Linked DNA regions of Rattus norvegicus: region 2 is linked to region 1. Evidence: chromatin contacts called from public Hi-C data. All regions are on one chromosome and are shown on one strand. Each heading gives the region's core, a stretch centred on a gene start, on an enhancer-like site or on the middle of the called end of the contact. The rest is flanking DNA. Distances are from core to core; before and after follow the strand shown.

The links. A called contact is a pair of places that touch in the nucleus more often than the background predicts.
Region 2: a contact with region 1 is called in a Hi-C map of the A7r5 cell line, with 3 times the contacts expected there. The contact joins the enhancer-like site here to the promoter of Il18r1 in region 1. A contact is called at or near these places in 4 of 12 Hi-C or Micro-C datasets (the A7r5 cell line, the Rat2 cell line, Schwann cells and 1 more).

What each region holds. Positions count from the first base shown.
Region 1 is chr9:50,219,480-50,225,357 of GRCr8, reverse strand. It overlaps Il18r1 (interleukin 18 receptor 1), which reads right to left and starts at 1,867. Exons shown (of 11, transcript NM_001106905.2): 1 at 1,518-1,867. Il1rl1 (interleukin 1 receptor-like 1) reads right to left here. Exons shown (of 11, transcript NM_001127689.1): 11 at 5,000-5,493. The coding sequence ends at 5,090.
Region 2 is chr9:50,275,338-50,281,306 of GRCr8, reverse strand. It overlaps Il18rap (interleukin 18 receptor accessory protein), which reads right to left. Exons shown (of 12, transcript NM_184047.2): 6 at 751-901. Among named protein-coding and RNA genes, the nearest start is that of Il18rap, 15 kb to the right of the region's middle. Within about 2 kb of position 1,961, at least 4 of the 93 cell types and tissues checked have an H3K27ac peak or open chromatin away from gene starts, as enhancers often do. A contact at or near this core is called in the A7r5 cell line, where this site is marked.

The DNA of each region.
Region 1 (5,878 bases), core at 618-3,117:
CAAGGTGACCACTATCTCTGTCCCCAAAGACAAGGGGGCACTTCCAGGATGTCCTTTCAAAGGGTGTCAATGTGGTCATGTCCTGAGGTCCTGAGTTTCTGATTCTGTTCCATCTCCTTTTGGGTCCTCCCCATGAGAAAACTGACCACATTCTAGTAAAAAACAGTTCATCGGAGCACATAGATGCAAGCCCTTTAAAAGCTCCTCAGTAGGTGCTCACACACACACACACACACACACACACACACACACACACACACATTCACTCACACTCATGTGCATACACACAGTTTCTGAGGCTAGGAGAGTAGGAAACAGCCAAGCCCTTGACAGTTGTTTCAGTGACTCACAGGTAAACTTGTCACCTAAGTGTCAGCCACTGCTTAACAAAACATGACCCTGAGGTGAGGTATCCCTAACACTGCTTTGGTGAAAGTCCTGACACCCCATAAGGACACACACACACACACACACACACACACACACACACGTGCTGAGAACTGAGGGCAGGCTAGCAAGCCCTCTCCCACTGAGCTGGGCTCTCCTCCACTCTCCTTTTCACTACAGTGTCTAATGCATAAGTGTTTTACTTCTGGAGAAAGGCAAAACAGCCAGGTTCAACCTGCAAAAATGATCTTGAAGGCATCTATGCACTTCTGTTCTAAGACAAGGGGTGTGCACAGTGGACTTTAAGGAAAGTCTATAAGGAAAGTTGTTGCCACCTCCCAACACTTAGCATAAAAATACCTGCTGCTATTATCTCCCCATTTCCCCCAATGTGCCTGCACAAGCATTGATCTGGACATACAGACCATGTTCCCTACTCTCCTCCAGGACCCAAAGGTCCTTGCCATGTGACACAATGGTTGGCTTTGTCAGATTGCTTGCCTTCCCAGTCAAACCCACCTCACAGCACCCCCACAATTCTTGGACCAGCCTCCACTTCCTACTGTGGCTCCCTGTTCTTCCAGGATGTAATATCTTGAAGCAGATATTCTTGTGACTGTGTTATGCATGGGGGAGGGGGGGCGCTTGTGCATGCATCCGTGCACACACATGCATGTAAACATTCAAGGGAGTTGGAACTATTCCCCCAAATCTGCATAAATCAGTCATTCATTGATGTGATAACCGTGATGTGCCCTGCTAGGATTTCTTACTTCCGGAAGCCCCTTCATTAAGCACAAAAATTTCCGGAATAAGGAAAATCCAATGGAATCTCTAATCTATTACTAGGTAGATGTTCTTAGATAAATCCCTGCATCTTTCTCCCTCGACGTTGTTTATTAAACCTGATGATGTTGCCTGTTTCATTTGTCTTCTGGGGGATTAAGCGACTAGAATACAGCACACTTGAGTGTATTGTCAGCAGAGGGTAAGCGCCGAATAAACCAATTGTTGCTGTGTTTCATCTGTTTATACCTCTCTACAAAGAACCTATGCATTTGTAGTCACTAGTTACACACACACACACACACACACACACACACACACACACACACACAAGCACCACTCACAATTGATTTTGTTTTCAGGATCCTTGCACCCCTGGGAGTGGGTGGTCCCTTCCCCTTGCTCCAGACAGCAGAAGACAGTGAGGACTGGACATCAGAGCCTGCCCTTACCTTCAGAGAGGTGACTCACAATCAGGGCAGGACAGTGGCTTCTCCTTCACTTACATCTGCGGAATTCACCAAGCAGGTGAGACTGAACACCTCCGGGTCCACAACTGTGACACCAGACAGGGAAGGAGAGTATGGTCAGACAGGGCCAGGAGCTTGTTAGAGGGATCAGGCAACCCAAGGAATTATTGAAGAAAATGAAAGAAAAAAGAAAAGCTAGCGATTCCGGGGGTGGGGGATGGGGGAAGGAAGATCGGAACAGTAAGAAGGAAAAGTTAAGTCTTCTGGTGTACACCGCCCGGGATGGGAGGAGCTCCAGTCCTGAGTTTAGAGTTGGGGCACTCAAGTCTGGAGCTTTCAGTTCTGGGAAGCCCTGCGCTCCTGGCAGCAAGCCTGTGCCTGTTTCCTCCGCTGGTCCCCGCTCACCTATGAGCTCCACAGTTCTCAGAGCTAACCTTGACCCCCACCTCCAAGGCGATAGAAAACGCCCCTGGAGCTCTCCTTCCTGGGTCTCAGCTGACTCTTCGGAGCTCCACACCTCCAGGGAGCCACAGCCACCGCCCCTGGCTTCCGGGAACCTGCAGCCCTTCAACTCTACCCACTACGATTCCTTAAAGAACCACCTGCGCCCTGTACATGCTACACCCTTCAGGCAGAGGGCGCTGAGAACCCGCGACTCCAGCTGGGAAGGAGGGAGGAGAGTCCTTAAGACTGCCAAGCTCACAGAGACAACAGTGTCCAAAGGCCAGCACAAGATGCTCAGCTTCCTGAATGGGTGGAAATTCACAATTGGGAAGTAATAGTGAGATTTTAAATTGTTCAAAAGAAACGGAGCCCCAACAGAGAATTTCTGGATTTTTTTTATAATGAGCTAAAATTCTTCAAACACACATGAAAAAAAAAAACACTCAGGGAGTCAATGGCACAATTATTTTTGCCCATTGAAAAAAAGTTTGCTGTACAACAAATATGAAAAGCATAATATTTCTGGGATACATGGAAAACAAGTGTTTAACAAACTTCAACACTCCTACTGCAACTCACAAACTGGACAGTCGAAAGGCTCATTCGCTTCCTAGTCTAATATGGAAATGTCTACAAGCAGCAGCACGGAGAAACGCTTTGCGTTCCTATGACTAGTAACTAAATAACGTCAGCTCAAAGTCAGACAAGCACTCTGAAGACATGGGGGCAGGAGATGGTAGAAATGGGGGAAAGTCCACAGAAGACATTTTTACATGGATCACACTTTGAACCTTTTAAAACATAAAATAAAACTAATATTTTGAGTTTAGCAAAACCATCAGATGCTAGTTCGTTACAAAAAAGTCAATTATCTCTTCCCTTCCTCCTTCTTACTCCTTTTTTTCTTTTTTTTTCTCCTTTTTCCTCCTCTTTCTCCTCATTTTTTGAGACAGGGTTTCTCTGGAAGCTCTGGTGCCCTAGAACTCACTCTATAGACCAGGTTGGACTCAAACTGGCAGAAATCCACCTGCCTCTGCTTCCCAAGTGCTAGGATTAAAGGCATTCGTCACACTGCCCAGCTCAATTACATGCAAATCGTTTAGAATTGCATGCAGAAGAATCTTGAACGAGGACAAATAATAATTTTTGTAGGTCATTTTCAGTGAGTGGAGCAGCAGGAATGAAGGAGTATCTATTCCCAGGACTAAGACTAGGGAGAATTTCATTTTTAGAGGTCTTCATTCAGAATGATCACAGAATATGGTCAAATTCACATGGCTCACGTTGAGACTTCATAATCACAAATACTAATACTAGTACTCATCGAATTCTTTCTGAAATCCAAATACCTCTATTTTCTGTTAGCAAAAGAATCCAGCGTGGTATTGTCTTTCAACAGACCTAAGAAAACTACTATTTGAGGATGTTGAGGAACTTCCTGGCAGCCACAGAGCTGGTTACCCAGAGCAAGGATTCTCTCCCGATTCCACGTCCTGTACATGAGACACGTCATGCTTCTCATCAGTCAGTTTACACATCATGCGTCTCATCAGTCAGTTTTTGGCAGCTCGCTAAAGGTAGATGAAGCAGCAGAGGAACACACAGCTGTCCACTACAGCGGGGCAGGCAGATTTCGCAAACCGTCCACCCACAGGATAGATGCGCAGGTACCTGGCAACCCACATTAAAGGCACAGAGGGAAGAATGGGCTATCCTGGATCCTCTACACATGCTTCTGCATATGGAGTCTCTGCAGCCTCGTCTCTGAAATATATGTTGACCATGAGTTCAACATTCCCCTCCTTTCAAGAGTCTCCCGAATTCTGTTTTCATTGTCACCCCAGTGTGGAGTCCCATCGCCGACGGAGGCAGGACTCAACTGAGGCAGGACTCAATCTATCAGCAAAGTTGAAGGTCCTAGCAAGACACTTGCCTTGGCTCTGATCAGTTCCCTGAGTGCCTTGGACCCCACGGTGTGTGTGTTCTACTGGAGAAGACTGTCCAGGGGACCTCTGACTACAGATTAATCTTGTTCCGTCCAAATGCCCTACACAGTTCCTAGAAGTAGCCCAAAAGTAAGCTGCCTCGCAATGACATACACTTCAGTAGGGTAGCTGTGCTGTGGCAGACATGGTTTTCACGCTGGCTGCTTCAGTTGGAGTCTGCAGCACAAGCTGAGATGGACCATCGGAACATCTGTAAATGTTAAAGAAGTCAGTGACTGCCACCAGCTTTCATTATGGTAGTAAATTAAAAAAAAAAAAAAAGGTCAAGTCCATGTTGTACAAATCTCAGCTATGAAACTTACACGTATAAACTTTATAGTTTAAAATACAGACTTGACAAAATTAATCGTGAGAGTTGGGATTTTTTATTATATTTCCTTTCTCTAATTTTATATTTCATTCTATTTTCTTTTATACTTTACATTTTCTAATAAATCTTTTGTTTCTTTTAAAGTGAGAAGGTATTTCTAAGGAGAATACAAAAATATATAAAAGATGTTTAGAACTGAAAAATGCTCTATTGTAACAGCAATTTGAATAAGGTGTTCTACCAAATCTGGCAATATTGACACGGCGAAACTCGGTAACTGACAAATAAAAAGTAAAAAATCCTGGTGTGTTAGGAATGAGGTTTACTATTGGTTCTCTGCCTCTGGGGATGAGACTACTCTTTGGGATGAATCAGAACTTTATTCTAGAAGTGTCAGCTTGATGTTCTGAACTTAGGTAATTGATGAAGACTAAAAAGAAGGAGCAAAGAGAGAAACAAAAGAAAAGGAAAAGATTCAGGGTTTGATCTTGTGCCACAAAAGAGCGAGGCAGGCAGAGGAAACCGGAAACAAGGGATGGATGGCTCCTCCCACAACCAGGAAAACAGACCAGAGTCTCTTATTAGCTGAGACGCGGGGCCCCACCCTTGGCATTTCAAGTCTTCACACCTTCACTTCTGGGGCCTACTGCTGGGATTCCCCAGCTCTGAGTAGGCAAGTCCACGACTCAAAAGTGTTTCAGGTCCAAGCACACCTTGCCACTCAACGGAGCGGCAACAGATGCCATCTTGGGGGGTCTTTTCGGGACTGGCATTTGGTATCTCACATGCTTCCAGAATTTGGAGCTTAGAGACTGTTTGTCGGCCACGTGGTCTTCCCTCCACTTGATGGTCCCCTGCATTTTCACAAGATGCTGGAGAGAATCTTGCAGATCCCCAAGCTGCAGTCGGCTTGCCTCACCCATAGGCTCCATTTCAATCAGAATCACCTTGGAGTTGTTCTGGATGAGGGCGCTGTGCAGGGCGATCTCCTGCTCATAGGCAAACTCTTTGCTGTGCATCATGTGAGGGGCCAGGACAAACACTTGCCGTCTACTATTCTGGATACTGCTTTCCACCACAGTGGCCGCATCTACAATCAAGAGGTGGATGGAGACTTCCCGTCATTCCTTTTGTGAGTTTAACGTTTGAATCATAAATGTTCTAGACATAAAAACGATGGGAGACTCTGAGCTGATACAGTCGTATTCAGAAAGTAGGAATGAAGTTACCAATTTCGCTACCAAAAAATATCTTTCCAAGGGCCAAATATTTACTCGGATAAATCATTGCTAATGAAGAGTCTTCCCAGCTACCTTGGAAAGTGAAGGCCTCTTAGTCTACTATTTCATTGGAGATGCAGGGTAAACTACAAGGGAGCATAGAAGACAGGTAGCCAGAACCTATGCACAGGGTACTGGCCAGCTACCAACTTTCTCTAAGGAAGAGCCATGTTCTGTTGGCAGCTTTAATTTAAC
Region 2 (5,969 bases), core at 712-3,211, 56 kb before region 1:
CAATCAAAAGAGTCTCGTGGCCCCCAATATTATTTAGGAATATTTAAATTTTGTTCATCATGAATAAGGGGTGCCAACTCGAAACCATCACCTTAATAAGATAGTGTGTGTTTAAGATGCAAAAGGCAGTGTTGTGTTTTATCAATAAATGTATGCATGCATAGAAAAAGCATAAATTTAATCTAGACCAGGGGTTCTCAACCTGTGAATCAAGACCCCCTTTAGGGTTCATAGGGGTCACCTAAGACTATCAGAGAACATGGGTATTTACATCACAATTCATAACAGTAGCAAAATTACAGTTATGAAATAGCAATAAAATAATTGTATGGTTGGGGCTCACCACAACACAAGGGAACTATATCAAAGAGGCTGAGAACCACTGATCTAGACTATAATCTTTCAGTGCCTCGTGGGAAACAGATCTCAAGCCATAGCAGTGATGTTCCTTTTCTTAAAAAATAAAATACACAAGTAGAAACTATCCAATGCATATTTAAATTTCTTGCAAAAATAAACCAGAAAGAAAGGAACAGATATCCCACTTTAAGACAAGATGAACATGACCCAGAGCTGAGCCCCTCTGTGTAATAAGACTTCGTTGATGGAGACACTGGGTTTGCCAACATGCAACCCTTTAATGGTTGCCAGTGTGTGACTATCTCTTTTCTTAATCTAAAGAAAAATAATCACTTAACCAAATAAAGATGATTTTCACCGGTCCACAAGAGTTCAGAAAAAGTCACTTACCGATGGTTCTCACTTGAACCACAGCTCGGACGGTCCAGGAACTCACATTATCTGACTGAGTGTAATCGCACACGTACAAGCCTTGGTGAAAATCATAAATATCCTCCATCTCAATTGGATTTTTCTTATACTCGGGCAGCAGTCTTCCATCCTAATCCAAAAGATAAGAAATTAAACACCCCAGAGTTCTTATTGATATTCATTTTGCCCATAGAAAAGCTTCAGAGACTGAACTTCGGTCAAGCAAGAAGCTGTCTCTTAGAATCCTTCGGTAGCTCCTCACAGACTAATCTGGTCTCATTCTGGGCTCTGGCTCCTTTACACGCCCCGCCTTCCCATGACAGTTATGCTCTCTGGAAGCAATCTGTGGTTCCAGGCACAGGCACCACCTTTTTACAGTAAGGGTGCGATGGGGGAACATCCCTGTCCACAGTTGTTAGAAGTAGACACTGGCCCTGGGAAGTAAGTGAGTCGTGGGTACATGGTAGGGAGTAAGCGTGAGTCCCTTCACACAGTCGGCCGTGGGCCTCCAGGCACTGAGTCTCAAGCTCTTCTGTCACATCCCAGAGTGCTCAGGGAGCACCTGGCAGCAGCACACACCTCTCGGCTCCCATAAAACAGGGCTACCTCCCTGAGTCTGAGGAGAGTTGCGAAGAACACAGGGGAACCAATTAAAAAATCAACATCACTGTAGGACGATGCAGAGTAAAGCTCAGGTACAGGAAAGAAGGCCAAGGTGGACTGAATGTGTTTGATCTGTGTAAACGGCTTCCTTAAGGACCTGTGAGTTCAGGAGAGCACAAAGCAAGGAAGGTTTTAAAGCAGGAGAGTGCTGTGATAGGACATTTTGAGCAAAGTGTCTAAAGTTGGCTGTGGTGTTCTTGGACTCGGAAGTAAAGACTATTGTGACCACCTTCTTATCACTTGGGATTTTAGGGCACTGTGGGGGGCCTCAGTCAATATCTGTGAAAAGATTTGTCACCACTGTCCTAAATCCTGCAGACTAACTCCCTATGTGATGCCTTCTATGACACGGGACCTTCCACTCTCCTGGGAACATCAAGAGTAGATCTTTTACGATTATAATCTAAAGAAAGGAGAAAGCAGAGACAACAAACGGTGGAGAACCTGATCTCTACAGAGGTTGCGAAACTCTCTCTTATGTATGACTCCATGTGGTTCGCATTAGATGACAAAGCTCCCAGATGCCACTGGCCTTACACATCAGGGCAGCTGCCATGACTGACCTTCAGTCTTCCTCCTCTCTTAGCTCTCCCACAGAGCCCAATATTCCCACTTCCTCCTGCTGTATTCATACCTCCCTCGGAAACCTTTAGGACAGGACACCTTGCATTGCCTTACAAGACTGACCGCTTTCTCTTCAGAGGCAGAGTGTAGTCTGTAGTTTCACTAACTCCCTTAGTAAGATTCTGACCTAAAGGACAATTCCTCTCAGACTGCCTCTCTCTTGAACCAACTCTCTGATTTCTCTCCATATGACCTATCACTTACTTGTCCAGAGGAGTGTCTGGCTTGGGCTTCACATGGATTTTATCACTTTTATTTTACAAACGAGGAGAAAAGTATTTCATAATTTAAGTTAAAATCTAACACGGGCATGCTTGGTAAATGAAGAACTGAATATTAAACCTTTTTCTGACTAAGAGTCTCATCTGCTACTTGAGGGATTTCCCTTCCACTGGCCTTCTCACAGGTAGAAGCAGGAATTTCCCCACCTCCAAGTGTCTGGCACAGTTCCTGTGGCCCAACAAAGAGCTTTTCCCGGGCTGGCACAGACAGGACCACACTGGTCATAGAGTAGTTACAAGTCAGGAGGAAAAGTCAGGGAAAGTGCCAGAGACAGACAGCTGAAATATTTATCAGGCGATTGTGAAGATCAAGAACACTCCAGAAGTGAACAAGAAGAAAATCCCGGAGATAAAGCTTTAGAAAACCCACTAAGAGCCTACAAACTGCAGAGCATAGACTGTGGGCAGTAAATCTCCTAAGACTCTGGTGGAGTGGTGACACAATGCACCATCACTAAGAAAGACCACAGTCGGTCCACTGAGGAGCGTAGATGGCTAACCAAACAGACCTGTTCCTCGTTCTATAGATAGTGACTACGGCTTAGTGTGTACCATGAAATGACGTTGTGAGATGGAACTCAAGAGAAATGTCAAAGAAACATGTGAAGAGATGTGGAGCTCAGCAGTCTTTTCAGTCACATGCAAGACTGGCAGGAAGGAGACGCAGAGACGTCTGCCCAAAGTACTATGTTCCGCTCTGAGGAGGGGAGGTAAAAAATGAAAGTACAAAGGGGGAGCATCCACAGTGCAACCTGTGTGGAGAGTCGGAGGTCCTGGGAAGAACAAGTGGAAACCAGATGTTTAGGGGTGCATGTAAGGAGAACAAAATCACTCCTAGTGAGAGAGCGATCACTGGATTTTTGTGGTGTCCTATCCTGAAGCTTTACTACCAGGCAGCACGGTACTAGGGAGCACCCCAAAATTGTAGGGTTCTCTAGGAATGGTGCTGTTTACCTGGCCATCCCCTACCTGTTCTGAAGGGACTTCCTGGGTTTATATTTTCAGTCTGTTCTCCTTCATGGGCTTGAAATGGCTGTTCACCATCATCATCGCCACATCTGGATTTAAGCATATCATATCTTCGCTCTCTATGATTGAGCCAGTTTCTATTGTCTACAGCTTGACAAACACCATGAATTATTGTGAGCCAAAAGATTCTAAAATGTTATGATTGCCTCTTTAACTCATCCTTCGTCAAAGCATTTGATTGTTCCTCTTCTTCCATAAAAGTGTCTCCTCCCTTCATTGCCAGCTCTGTGGATAGGAATGCACACTGGGAAAGTTTAAACATGCTAGCAGGGCTCCATCCCCACTGGCATGAGCATGAGCAACCCACAGTTTTTATTTCCAATCTAGTGGGGTTTATACCGTGCAAGAACTCCGCGTCTAACTCAACAAGCAGCTTGCCCATCTTCACTGAATCGGTTCCTTGTCTTTCTCTGTTGTGATGTTATTCTTCCTTAGTTAGAACCCTCGCACAATCTCTTGCTCCAATCACCCTACAATGCCATTCTTATTTTTTCAATCCCATAGTTGTATTCATTTTAATATAATCAATGGAAATTAATAAACCAGACGTTTTAAAATAGGGGTCCAATATCAGTTCCTAGCCAACATACTGAGTAAATTATTGAACAGATGGTGTATGGGCAGCTGGGAAGGAGGTGGTGGTTAATATCAGCCAGCTTGCACTCACTACCAGCATATAAAAGTCATCTAATTTTCCTGCATAACTGAGAACTTAGATTAGAGACTCAGGGCGCTATACATTTGATCTTTACTCTATGGTGTAATTTGGACAATACATTCACGATCCCCCTGTTTAACAATAAGACAGTTATGAGATGAATAATAGGAGGTGTGGGTGCCTTTTCAAATAACTGGACAGTAATGCCACCCCCATGACAGTGTGCCGCTGGAAGCATTCTTCAGAACCCACAGCAGAGAGAGAAAGCTGTCATGCACACTTGCTCAGTAGGCCTCCCACCTCCCCACACTTTTTTTTAAAAATTGATCTTATAGATTTTGCTTTGTTATATTACAATTTAGGATTTTGTGTTCTTAAGGGATTTCTGTGTGTGCCTGTGTGTGTGTGTGTGTGTGCGTGCCTGTGTGTGTATGTGTGTGTGCCTGTGTGTGTGTATGTGTGTGTATGCGTGTGTATACGTGTGTATGTGTGTGTGTGTGTGCGCGGGTATGTGTGTGTGTATGTGTGTATGTGTGTGCGGGTGTGTGTGTATGTGTGTGTATGTGTGTGTGTGCCTCTGTGTGTGCATGTGTGTATGTGTGTATGTGTGTGCGGGTGTGTGTGTGCGTGGGTGTGTGTGTGTGTGCCTGTGTGTGTATGTGTATGTGTGTATGTGTATGTGTGTGTGTATGTGTGTGTGTGTGTATGTGTGTGTGTGTATGTGTGTGTGTGTGTATGTGTGTGTGTGTATGTGTGTGCGGGTGTGTGTACGCACCTGTATCTGCATCTGTATGTCTTTCTTATGCTTTCTCTTTGGCTCCTTTTTCTGTTGTTTGTCCTATTCTGGTTTGATCATTTGGTTTCCTAGCTGCCTGTTTGCTTTGTAATGACAAAGAGAGATAGGGTGTGGATTTGGGTGGATAGGAGCTGGGTGGGGTAACCTGGGAGGAGTTGAAAAAAGTGAGCCCATAATCAGAATATACGTATATAAAATAGCTATTTCCAATAAAAATTCAAATCACTTTAAGAAAAAGAATCACATGGTCATGTTTAATCCATCAGCTTCGAAACCCTAAGAATGATACCTGGTTCAATGGGTTATAGAATTATAAAATCAAAACCCCAAGTTTCTTAACACAAAATGATGAGCTAAAACCAATGTGTTAGAATCCAACAGGAGTGAGCATAAAGTTAGGAATACTGGTTACAAATTCTAATCCTAGACACATAGTTGAGAAAGCTCCTCAAACTGTCTGGTTGTAGTTCTTATGAAAAAGGATGGTGTGGTAGTGTGATTATGCTTGGCCCAGGGAGTGGTACTATTAGTGGGTGTGGCCTTGTTGGAGTGGGTGTGGCCTTGTTGGAGTGGGTGTGGCCTTCTTAGAGGAAGTGTGTCGCTCTGGGGTGGGGCCTTGATATCCTCCTCCTAGCTGTCTAATGAGACAGTCTTCTATTTGCTTTCAGAACAAGATGTAGAACTCTCTGCTTCTCCAGCACCACGTCTCCCTGGACGCTGCTATGCTTCCTTCCATGATCATAATGGACTGAACCTCTGAGACTGTAAGCCACCCCCATTAAATGTTGTCCTTTATCAGGGTTGCTTTGGTCATGGTGTCTGTGTAACTGCAAATACAAGCTATAAACTGAGTTGGCTGGGAACTGGCCCTGAGATCACCACTACCTCAATCTGTTTATTTCCTTGAACACAGGACTCAGCTCCTTTTAACTTCCTGGTGTCCCTTTATTTCTTGAACCAAACATTCTGTAATTTTTCTCTTGAAGCTTGCTATGCTTTATCAAAGTGGGAGTGAAGCAGAGGACACAGTCTATGCTGCTGGGCTTTTCTGAGATTTCCTTTGTTAATGTAATTAATCAAAATCTCTTTACCTTAGCCTCAGGTAGACTCTTGAGACAATGGCATAAAGCAGCCACATAATTCACCA